2 separate regions of the Canis lupus genome follow, and region 1 is linked to region 2. The links are chromatin contacts, called in public Hi-C maps. All regions are on one chromosome and are shown on one strand. Each heading gives the region's core, a stretch centred on a gene start, on an enhancer-like site or on the middle of the called end of the contact. The rest is flanking DNA. Distances are from core to core; before and after follow the strand shown.

What was found. A called contact is a pair of places that touch in the nucleus more often than the background predicts.
Region 1: a Hi-C map of blood shows a contact between it and region 2, with 2.1 times the contacts expected there. The contact joins the promoter of PFDN1 here to the enhancer-like site in region 2. A contact is called at or near these places in 2 of 9 Hi-C or Micro-C datasets (amygdala and blood).

The regions. Positions count from the first base shown.
Region 1 is chr2:34,646,230-34,651,008 of UU_Cfam_GSD_1.0, reverse strand. It overlaps PFDN1 (prefoldin subunit 1), which reads left to right and starts at 3,491. Exons shown (of 4, transcript NM_001252417.1): 1 at 3,491-3,528. The coding sequence starts at 3,496.
Region 2 is chr2:34,591,461-34,596,833 of UU_Cfam_GSD_1.0, reverse strand. The region is part of intron 3 of PFDN1 (prefoldin subunit 1); the gene reads left to right. Among named protein-coding and RNA genes, the nearest start is that of PFDN1, 53 kb to the left of the region's middle. Within about 2 kb of position 2,198, at least 3 of the 20 cell types and tissues checked have an H3K27ac peak or open chromatin away from gene starts, as enhancers often do. A contact at or near this core is called in blood, where this site is marked.

The DNA.
Region 1 (4,779 bases), core at 2,242-4,741, 53 kb before region 2:
GTAGAAGGGCAGAACTTAGAACAAAGTGAATGTCTAAAAAGACACCAAAGAAAAGACAAATTTCTAAAAAAATCATGAAAAGCAGCCTGACAGGACTTTTTATTAGTATGTAAAAGCCAGAAGACTATGGAAAAATGCCTAATAATTGTGAATCTGTAATTCTGTACACATTTAATCTGTCATTCAAAATGAAGGGTGAAATTAAGACAATTTTACATATACAAAGTATTTTACTTTCAAATGGCTACCATAACTAAATACTACAAACTGGGTAGCTTAGAACAACAGAAATTATTTTCTCATAGTTCTAGAGGTTAGATGACTGAAATCAAGATTTTGACACTGTCATTATCCCTCTATAAGCTATAGAGGATTTCTTGCCTTTTCCAGCTTCTGAGAGCCAGAAGCATAACTATAATCTTCACATGGCATTTTCCTACCTCTTTACACAGTCCTCTTTCTGTACATGTCTGTGTCTAAAGTCCCCCTTTTTATAAGGACACCAGTCATTGTGTTATGGTATAAATGTTTGTGCACCCCCAAACTTCATTTGTTGAAATCCTAACTCACAAAGATTATGGCATTAGGAGGTGGGGCTATTGGGGGGTGCTTAAGTCATGAGAAAGAAACCCTTATGAATAGGATTGATGTTCTCATAAAAGAGACCTCACTGAGATCCTTCACCTTTTCTCGTGAGAACACAGAGAAAGAGGTCAGAGGTCTGTAATCCAGAATAAGACCCTCATCCAACTGTGCTGGCACCCTGATCTTGAATTTCCACTCTCCAGAACTATAAGAAATAAACGTTAGCTGTTTATAAGCCACCCAGTCTGTGATATTTTATTATAGCAGTCTGAAGGACTAAGACATAATGGTTTAGGGCCAGCTCAACAACCTTACTTTAAGGTTGATTACCAATATAAAGATTTGATTTCCAAACAGATGACGTTTGGATTTACTTCAACTCATCTTTTTTAGGGGGACACAGTCAAACCCATAACATAAAGGCCAAGTTTATTCTCTAAGCCTCTTCCTGAAAGAATCTACTAAAGGATTTACTTCATCAATAAGAAAATTGAACTCAGAAGGAAAGAGTGGTATGCAAAAGGAACAATGATCAGAAAAATTGAGAGAAGATTCTTTCCTAAGGTCACACTGCTCTTAAGTCGTGCAGGAAGTACTTGAACCCAAGTTGTCTGATACCTTAGCCTATGCTTCTAACTTTTACTTTACATATGTCTCTATGAGGAGTGTTTTAAAATCTCATGAGGTAATGTACAGGAAAGTGTCTGAGACTTTCTTTGAATTTTAATATTCAGTAATTATTTTATTTATTATCTATAATGAAGTTCTAAGAAGGTCTCAGTGTAGAATTAGGCTTTTCTTTTCTTTTTTTAAAAGATTTTCTTTATTTATTCATGAGAGAGACACAGAGTGAGAGAGAGGCACAGACACAGGCAGAGGGAGAAGCAGGCTCCACGCAGGAAGCCCGACGTGGGACTCGATCCTGGGTCTCCAGGATCACACCCTGGGCCAAAGGCAGGCGCCAAACCGCTGAGCCACCTGGGCTGCCCCAGGCCTTTCTTTCTTTACCAAATTAGAGCGAAATGACAAATTTTCTTCTGAAGAATTCATTCTTACTGTTTATTTTGTATTTCTTCCCTGTGAGGTACTGTGATAGGCGTCCTGGGTATAAGTGGGAGAACCATTATTTCATAGTTCTTTATTTCAAGGAGCTTACAGTTTGCTAAGAACTTTTTTTCAATATTTTATTTATTTTAGGAAGAGAGAGCAAGTATTAGCTGGAGGGAGGGGCAAAGAGGGAGAGGGAGAGAGAATCTGGAGTAGACTCTGTGCTGAGATAAGAGCCCTACTCAGGGCTCAATCCCACAAAGGCAAGATCATGACCTGAGCCTATACCAAGAGTCAGATGCTCAACTGAACCACCCAGGTGCCCCTGAATTTTTTTTTTCCAGGTAGGAAGTATCATGTACCTGAGAAAGTAATGGATGTAGCCTTGGAGAGAGTTCAGAGGAAAGATTATTTTTGGTCTGCGTGATGAGTGATACAAAAAAGCAAAAAGATATTGGAAGAGGTGGCCTGCTTCCTAGAACTTGAAAGACAAACATAATAATGCTAACTACAAAAAAAAAATAATAATGCTAACTACATTAACTTAACTATTGAGTACCTACTGTGAGCACAGTGCTATACTTGGAGCTTTTCTTGGTCTTACTTATTCCCTACAATGACACTGTGAGGTCAATATTGTTACTCTCCAATTAAATGAAGATGCAGGGGCAGCCCAGGGGGCTCAGCGGTTTAGCACTGCCTTCTGCCTAGGGCCTGATCCTGGAGATGTGGGATCGAGTCCCACATTGGGCTCCCTGCATGGAGCCTGCTTCTCCCTACCTCTGCCTGTGTCTCTGCTCCTCTCTCTGTCTGTCATGAATAAATAAAATCTTTTAAAAAAATAAATGAAGATGCAAACTCTATTGTCACACAGCTATTGAAGTGGAACCAGACAGACCTAGGCTCCAGGTAGAGCAAGCTTTGAATTCAGATCTGGCTGGCTCCAAATTTCCTGCCCTTTCCCTTCCCTCTCAAATTTTTAATGTAGGCAACACCTCCATCTCTAGTTTCTAAAAGTCTAACTACTAGTCATTCTTCTGGTTCAGCTGCCAGGTCTTTTACAGCAGATCCTCAAAATGTAGTCTGCAGGTAGACTTACATCAGGTCATCAGGTCATTTTGTGTTTGTGTAAACACAAAATTCCAAGCCTCCATCTCAAAGATTTTAAGTCATTAAGTTTGGGATGAGGACCAGAGAATCTATATTCTTTTTTTTTTAGTAAGATTTATTTATTTGAGAGAGAAAGCACTCTCACAGGGGGTAGGGGCAGAGGAAGAATCTGAAGCAGACTTCTTGCTGAGCGTGGAGTCCAACTCAGGGCTCAATTTCAGAACCCTGAGATCACCACCCAAGCAGAAACCCAGTTGGACCCTCACCTGACTGTATCACCCAGGTACCCCCCAGAGAATCTGTATTCTTTTAACAAATTTATTTGGCCTCTCCAGAACCACTGTGCCTAGAAAGTCTTCCACCAGATTTCAGTAGAAATACATTCTTTGGAAGAACGCGTACTAAAACTTCTGGATTTCTCCATACTGGCATTCTTGAGGTGTAGGCTGATTCTCGGATTTCCCCGAGAGCACAGGGACTCGTTGAAGTAATGAATGCCTGAAGATGTTTTGGCCTTATCTACATACAACTCTATTCAACGAGCACAAACTAAGCTATTTGTCAAAGTGCTTAAAACCACACTCAAAATCTGTGTGCCAAGCCTGATAAGTCACGTGGAGGAAGACGTAACCTGCGTCCCTAGTATTTCTAGAAGCCCTGCTGGTCCGACTCATGCGCAGGCGCAGAAGGAGGCGCGCCCCTCCCCCACCCTCTTTCTGACTCCGGCTGCGCAGGCGCACCGAGTGAACCAAGATGGCGGCTCCCGTGGATCTGGAGTTGAAGAAGGTAAAAGAGGGTCCTGACCTGCCCGAGTCTTCTGTTTGGGAAGCTAAGGGGACTGTGGATAAGAATATCAAATGAAGCTCGAATCCTGAGGAAGGGAAGAGGCCCCAGGGAACTGGGGAGTGATTTCCCAGAGTCCTAAGGCGGGTCTAGGTCGTAGGCTGGCGGGAGGCGAGCAGCTCTCTCTGGGTAAGAGCCGGTTGGGCTAGTCTGGATAAGGCTGGCGGGCCGGTGGCTGGCGGGTCTTCTGGTTCTGAGCGCCAGAGCCTTTTCGTTGTGTGGATCCTTCAGTTCCATAGCAAGGCCTGAAGTTCCATAGCATTTCAAATTGGAGCTCCTTCGGGGAGCTTGCTCGAGCTGAGGCATTTGTAATTCTAAAACTTCATTTGCTTTGGAAGACTTCAAGTCCACCCAGTGTTTTTAGGCCACTTACTCGATCCCATACTTTAAAAGGTCGCAATATTTACGTACCGTTCAGAGTTAGTTTCATAGCAATGCTTTAACTCAGGGCTTTAACTCCCAGCCCTCCCTCTATTCCCCTTTTCTTGAAGGACTTGTCAAAAAAAAGAAGAGTCCGTAAAATTTTCCAAATAAAATTGTTATCAGAAGGATTTGGATTTGTCTCTTCAAACAGTTGCTTATAAATGTGTTTTACTCAAAATGTTTTTTGCCATCTAAGGCTTGTCACGGAAAGGATCCTGGACCTTATCTCCTTTAATCCTGTACTTTTTCTGGAAAAGGAAACTGAATTCCAGAAAAGATTTAGTCAAAAGTTGGGACTAGAATCCACTATTCTCTACGCCACATCTTTTGATTATTAATTTAGGTTCTCCAGAAGAGCAAATTTTACGTCTTAACACTACTTCTGGTCAACCTTTGCATATGAACTAGGACAGCTGAAATAGTTGTTGCTCCTAATAAATGAAGCTATTTGTTATTGCTCTGTGGATTGTATGTAATGTGCTTTTTGTATTTCTTCTTTTGAAACTTGTAAATTTAGTCTTTAACGTGGTGTTCCCTAATACCCTAACATCTCAGTTTAAACAATATACCAGCTTCCTTAACAAAGTGTGTACAGAACAATCAGGTATTACCTGGAATTTTACATGCAAAACAAAATTCATCGTAAGAAATCTTAACACATTCTAAAAGTTTACCTTTCTTCTGTTAAGGTTCAAATGTAAATCAGAGTTTAGTGAAAGCAATAGAATACAGCTGTGAATGGATTTACCTCCTGGTATTTGAATTAGTTTC
Region 2 (5,373 bases), core at 949-3,448:
TTACTACACATTGGATAAATTACTTAGTGCCTCTAAGCCTAAATCCATTCTTCTATAAAATGTTAACAACCACAGTATTGATGGAGAGGGAGAGGAAGTAATCCCTTTCTTATCTGCCTAAGTATGGAGCCAACTGAAAGGCAGATTGAGATAAAAAATTGTTTTAAAGATTTTATTTATTTATTCATGAGAGAGAGAGAGAGGGGAGAGAGAGGCAGAGACATAGGCAGAGGGAGAAGCAGGCTCCATGCAGGGAGCCCGATTTGGGACTTGATCCCAGGTCTCCAGGATCAGGCCCCAGACTGATGGTGGCGCTAGACTGTGGAGCCACCGGGGCTGCCGAGATAAAATTTTTTATATATTTTTTCTCTATTAGTTAAATATAATGTTGAAGAATATGGCTTCAGTATGCAGCAATAACAGCAGTTTCTGAATGGATCCAGAATTAGGCATACTGATGAGATTAATTTCTCCAGCAAATCTCTGCATTTGTGGGACAACCACGGGTCTCTTGCTGCAGAGGCACGCTGAGACTGTCAAACAAATGAGGAAAATACGTACCTGTTGCAAGCAGGCAGATCCTGGCAGAGCAGAAGGGGTTGAGCAACATTACTTTTTTCCTGGTCAGAAAATCCACTAATCTTCCTGAGAGTAAATTGAGGCCAGGGCTATAGCTGAGGAACAAAGGAGGTGAGGAGGATAAGCATTTCTCCTTTTAAAAATTTCTACCTTTTGTAGGGAGGGAGCGGCAGTAATCTCTGTACTCACCGTGGGGCTTGAACTCACAACCCTGAGATCAAGAGTCTCATGTTCTACCAACAGAGCCAGCCAGGCACCGCCCCCCCCCCACCCCCTGCCAGATGCCTACCTTTTAACATTATACATGTAAATCATTTGACACTATGCATTTATTATCAAGTAAATGCTCAATAAATAGAAGATTTGTTGTTTACATATGGTGGATGCTCAGGAGCGACTTACTATTGAGCATATTGCCACCAAATGTTTATAAGATAAAGTGTTTTTTTAAATTTGGAAAAAAATTGAAGATAAATATACAAAGCTAACTTAATGAACACCTGTTCACTACCCAGGATTAATGTTAATATTTTGTAATATTTACTTTTTCATTATTATTTTACAAAAATAAAACAATACTAATGAAATTGACATCTCCTTTGTAACTTCCTTTCCAGGCCCACCTCAGTTTTCTTCCCATTCACCAGAAGTAACTACTGTCCAGTTTTTTGTATGTATCTTTCCATTCCATGTTTTTTGGCATCTTATATTTAACAAATAACATCATAGTGTTCGTATCTTTCAGTAACTTTTTTTTTTTTAAGTTCTCCCCACACTAATATATGTAGTTCACTCATTTAAATTACTCTAGGGTATTCCATAAGAGCAAAGGACCCATTATCTATAGCTTCAGTATATATCATGTCAGTGTGCCCAGAGGGCCCAGTGACTTCTTCCATGCATAGCATAAATACAACCATTGGTAGGGCTAGTTGAGGGGCTCAAGGATGCAAGTGCCAGCAGATTAGTGATGTCTGCTGCTCTGCTGCTCTTATTTCCTAATAGCCATGGATTCCTTGGTGAAGCCATCTCATGAATTTCATGGCCTTTCCCTGTGTTTTATTTATTTTTTATTTATTTTATTTTATTTTTCCCTGTGTTTTAAAAGTAGAGATCAAATATTCTTCATAGAGCCAGAACTAGAATCAGGGAAAGAGAGGAAGATGAGTAGGAACTCAAGATTCTAGATTCCAACCACAATAATCATTTTACCCTGCAAGAAATGGAGGTTGCTGTACTGTAGTTGAATATTCCTAGTAGCTGGGCCTTATAAGTTAGTAGTCCTTTTCTTATGAAATGATAACCCTCCTAAACACCACCAACTCTTTGAATAGAAAGATTGTAAGTGGCTCCTAAGTGATCTAGCATCTGGAAATTGAAGAAAGGGCTAAGTGAAAACCACCCTTTGAATCATGTTTGCAAAGAAGTGTGCCAAGTGCTCTTTTATTATTCCAGTGTCATTATAAATTTAATTGGTGTTATGTCAGCTACTTAGATCAGAGCTAATAGCATATTAAACTCCATTCTGTTTGTACCAGTTCCATGGTAACTTGGGTGTGTGTAGAGTTGGGACAAGTGGCAGCTGTGACGTCTGGTCTGTAGAGTAATTTCATCATGGTATGAGCTCCTGGATCACCCCAGATGGAGAAGTGTCACTGGGTGATGTGAGCTGACCTCCTGGTGCCCTTTAGAGTACTGCAAGCAATGTGAGCAAAGACTCTAGGTTGTTTGGCCTATAGGTTTAGCTTAGAGTTTGAGAACCGTAGTAATCTTTGGTGATACTGAGAGGTATAACTATTATTTTCCCTTTTCTCTTTCTTAATGAAAAGAAAGCACATTTGGGGGGAAAGCTTTATAAATAGCTCTTTGATATTGTATATTTGTAGTTCTCCAGTTCTGCCCTCTGCTGACCTAGACAAATCAGCAAAGGGAGGTGCCTATGAGTCATCAATCTGTGCTTGTGGTAGCTTTGAGCTCTTGCTTGTTTTCACTGTTCCCATTCCTTTTATGGGTTTCCGGTTGCCATATCTCTATTTTTTTAGTTGTATAAATATGTTCCTCAATTGGAAAGTAGTAATGTGAGCACATAGAAGTTTCCTTACCCTTGTTTGTTCATTAGTTCTCCCAAAGTACTTAATTAACTCATTAATCTAAATATTTAGTGTTTACACTTATAACATTAAAGTTAGTTTTCAGAAATTAATACGTCAGTTTATTTTACCTTGGCCCATTTGTGTGTGATTCTCTTAAGTTTTTGGGTAGAGCAAAGACTGATTTGTTGTGAAAGTAATTCATTAGGAGCTTGCCTTGCTATGCCTGTTTTTAAGATTTATTTAGTTGTTTTAGAGAAAGAGAGAGCATGACCAGAAGGGGCCATAGGGAGAGGGGGAAAGAATGACAAGCAGACTCTATGCTGAGTGCAGAGCCTGACATGGGGCTCAACTCGGGGCTCAATCTCAAGACTCTGAGATCACTACTTAAGCCAAAACCAAAAGTTGAAGGCTTAACTGACTGCGCCATGCAGGCACTCCACCATGCTTGTTTTTAAACACAGGGCTTTTATGCCCTGTCTTTTCTTCTTGGTTCAGCATTTTGAGAAGACTGGGAATTTCTTTTTATTTTTAATTGAGGTAAAGTTCATGTAACATAAAATTGCAATATTGTGCAACCATCTCCACTCTCTGATAGAACATTTCATCACCCCCCAAAAGAAACCCTTACCCATGGTCACGGGCCATTTTCCCTCTCCTCCAGCACCCAGCAGTCTTATCTGTTGTCTGTATAGATTTGCCTATTATTATATTCATATAAATGGATCATACAGTGTGTGGATTTTAGTATCTGGCTTCTCTCACTTAGTTCCATGTTGTCAAGGTTTATCCATGTTGTAGCATGAGTCAGAACTTCATTCCTTTTTATGGCTGAACAGTAAGCATTCCCTTGTAGGAGTATATCACCCTTTGTTGTTTCCATTTTTGGGCTATTGTGAATATTGCTGCTATGAACATTCAGAAGTTTTGTTTGGACACCTGTTTTCATTTCTCTTGAGTATACACCTAGGAGTGGAATTGCTGGGTCATGTGACAGTTTTAGCTTCTAACTTCTTAAGGAATGGCCGAACTGTTTTCCATAGCAGCTGCATCATTTTACATTCCCACCAGCAGTATATGAGAGTTCTGATATCTCCACATCGTTTTCAGTACTTATTTTCTGGTTTTGATTATAGTCATCCTGGTAGGTACAAAGTAGTGTCTCATTGTGGGGTTTTTTAAGTTTTTTATTTTTTTGATTTTTATTTATTTATTTGAGGGAGAGAGAGAGAGAGTGCAAGAGCACACACTACAAACAGGAGTTGGGGAAGCAGAGGGGAGGTGAATGGGGAAAGAATTCTCAAGCAGACTCTGGCCTGAGTGCCAAGCTCATGAGGGGCCTGATCTCATGACCAAAGATCATGACCTGAGTTAAAACCAAGAGCTGGACACTCATCCACCCGAGCTGCCCAGGCACCCCTCATTGTGGTTTTTATTTGCATTTCCCAAAGGACGAATAAGGTTGAACATATTTTGTTGTGCTTATTGAACATTTATATATGTATATATTTTTTTTTGAGAAATGTCCTTTTAAGTCCTTTACCCATTTTTTAATCCTGTTATCTTTTTGTTGTTAAGTTGCAAGAAAATTGAAATTCTTGATTTGCTTGGAGCAGAGAGTAGTGCTGAAATGACTTCAGGTGGTTGCCTCATGTACCTCCCTGTAGTCTTACCCTCACAGTTGAGTCAGGCGCACCTCCACTTCCAAGAATTTGAGGTGTTGCCCTTACTTCCTCTCTGAGAAGGCACACCCTTTTCTACCTACTCTTATCATGCCTGCAGGCCAAACTCCACTGTACATACTGTTGATTGGATTCTCTAGCTCTTGTAAGACTAGGGCAAACTAAAGAAAGGCACCCTGAAGTAGTAAAACTTACCTATTTGCTCATTTGGAAGGCTTGTAGAGAGAGTATTTGGCCGAGAGAGTCCCAGAGTTATAAGAAGATTGTAACAGATTCCTCTAGTCTATAAAAAATAAGCACAATAGTAATTGAAGATTGGAGACATCTGGGGAGCAAATGGGAGGTAAGGAAGTGGAGGGAGCTACTAAAAGCTTGGTTCAAGAAATTGTGCTAAGAAGGAAAGGAGAGAAAGGGGAGAGTACTTGCAGGGAATGTGAGTACACGAAAGTGTTTTTTAAATAATCTGCCTCAACAAGAAAGATTTTGCAGAGAAAGAAATTGAAAATTAGGAAAAAAAGGAAAAGGCTTACTGCAGCAGTGAGTTTTGAGAGGGTGAGTGGAGATTGAACCAGTGCCCAAGTGGAAGAGTTGTGTTCTGACAGAAGCAGGGACACTGCATTTTAACACAGGGGAGAGAAGAGGATATATGTATAGGTGTGGGTCAGGTAGTAGATGTGGTAGCAGAGGGAAGAGTGAATTCTCATGAGATTGCTTGTATTTTCTCAGTGACCTGAGATGGAGAGGGGAAGAGAGAGTGAGTATAGATTTGAGGAGACAAGATAAAGTATGAAATAGTTATTTTGGAGAATACACAAGTGACCTTATTAAAGTAGTTTAATAGGATAGTAGGACAATGTTGAGTGCTCATTTGAGATTCATGGTCCTGAATTTAAAGTGAAACCATTCTGTGCATTTAAGTGTTCTTCTCTAGCAACATGTAGGTACAATCATGGAGTAGGCAAAGGGTTGGGTTTAACTTGGGTTGGCATTTGCCAGGCAGGTGCAACAGAGGGAGAACAGAG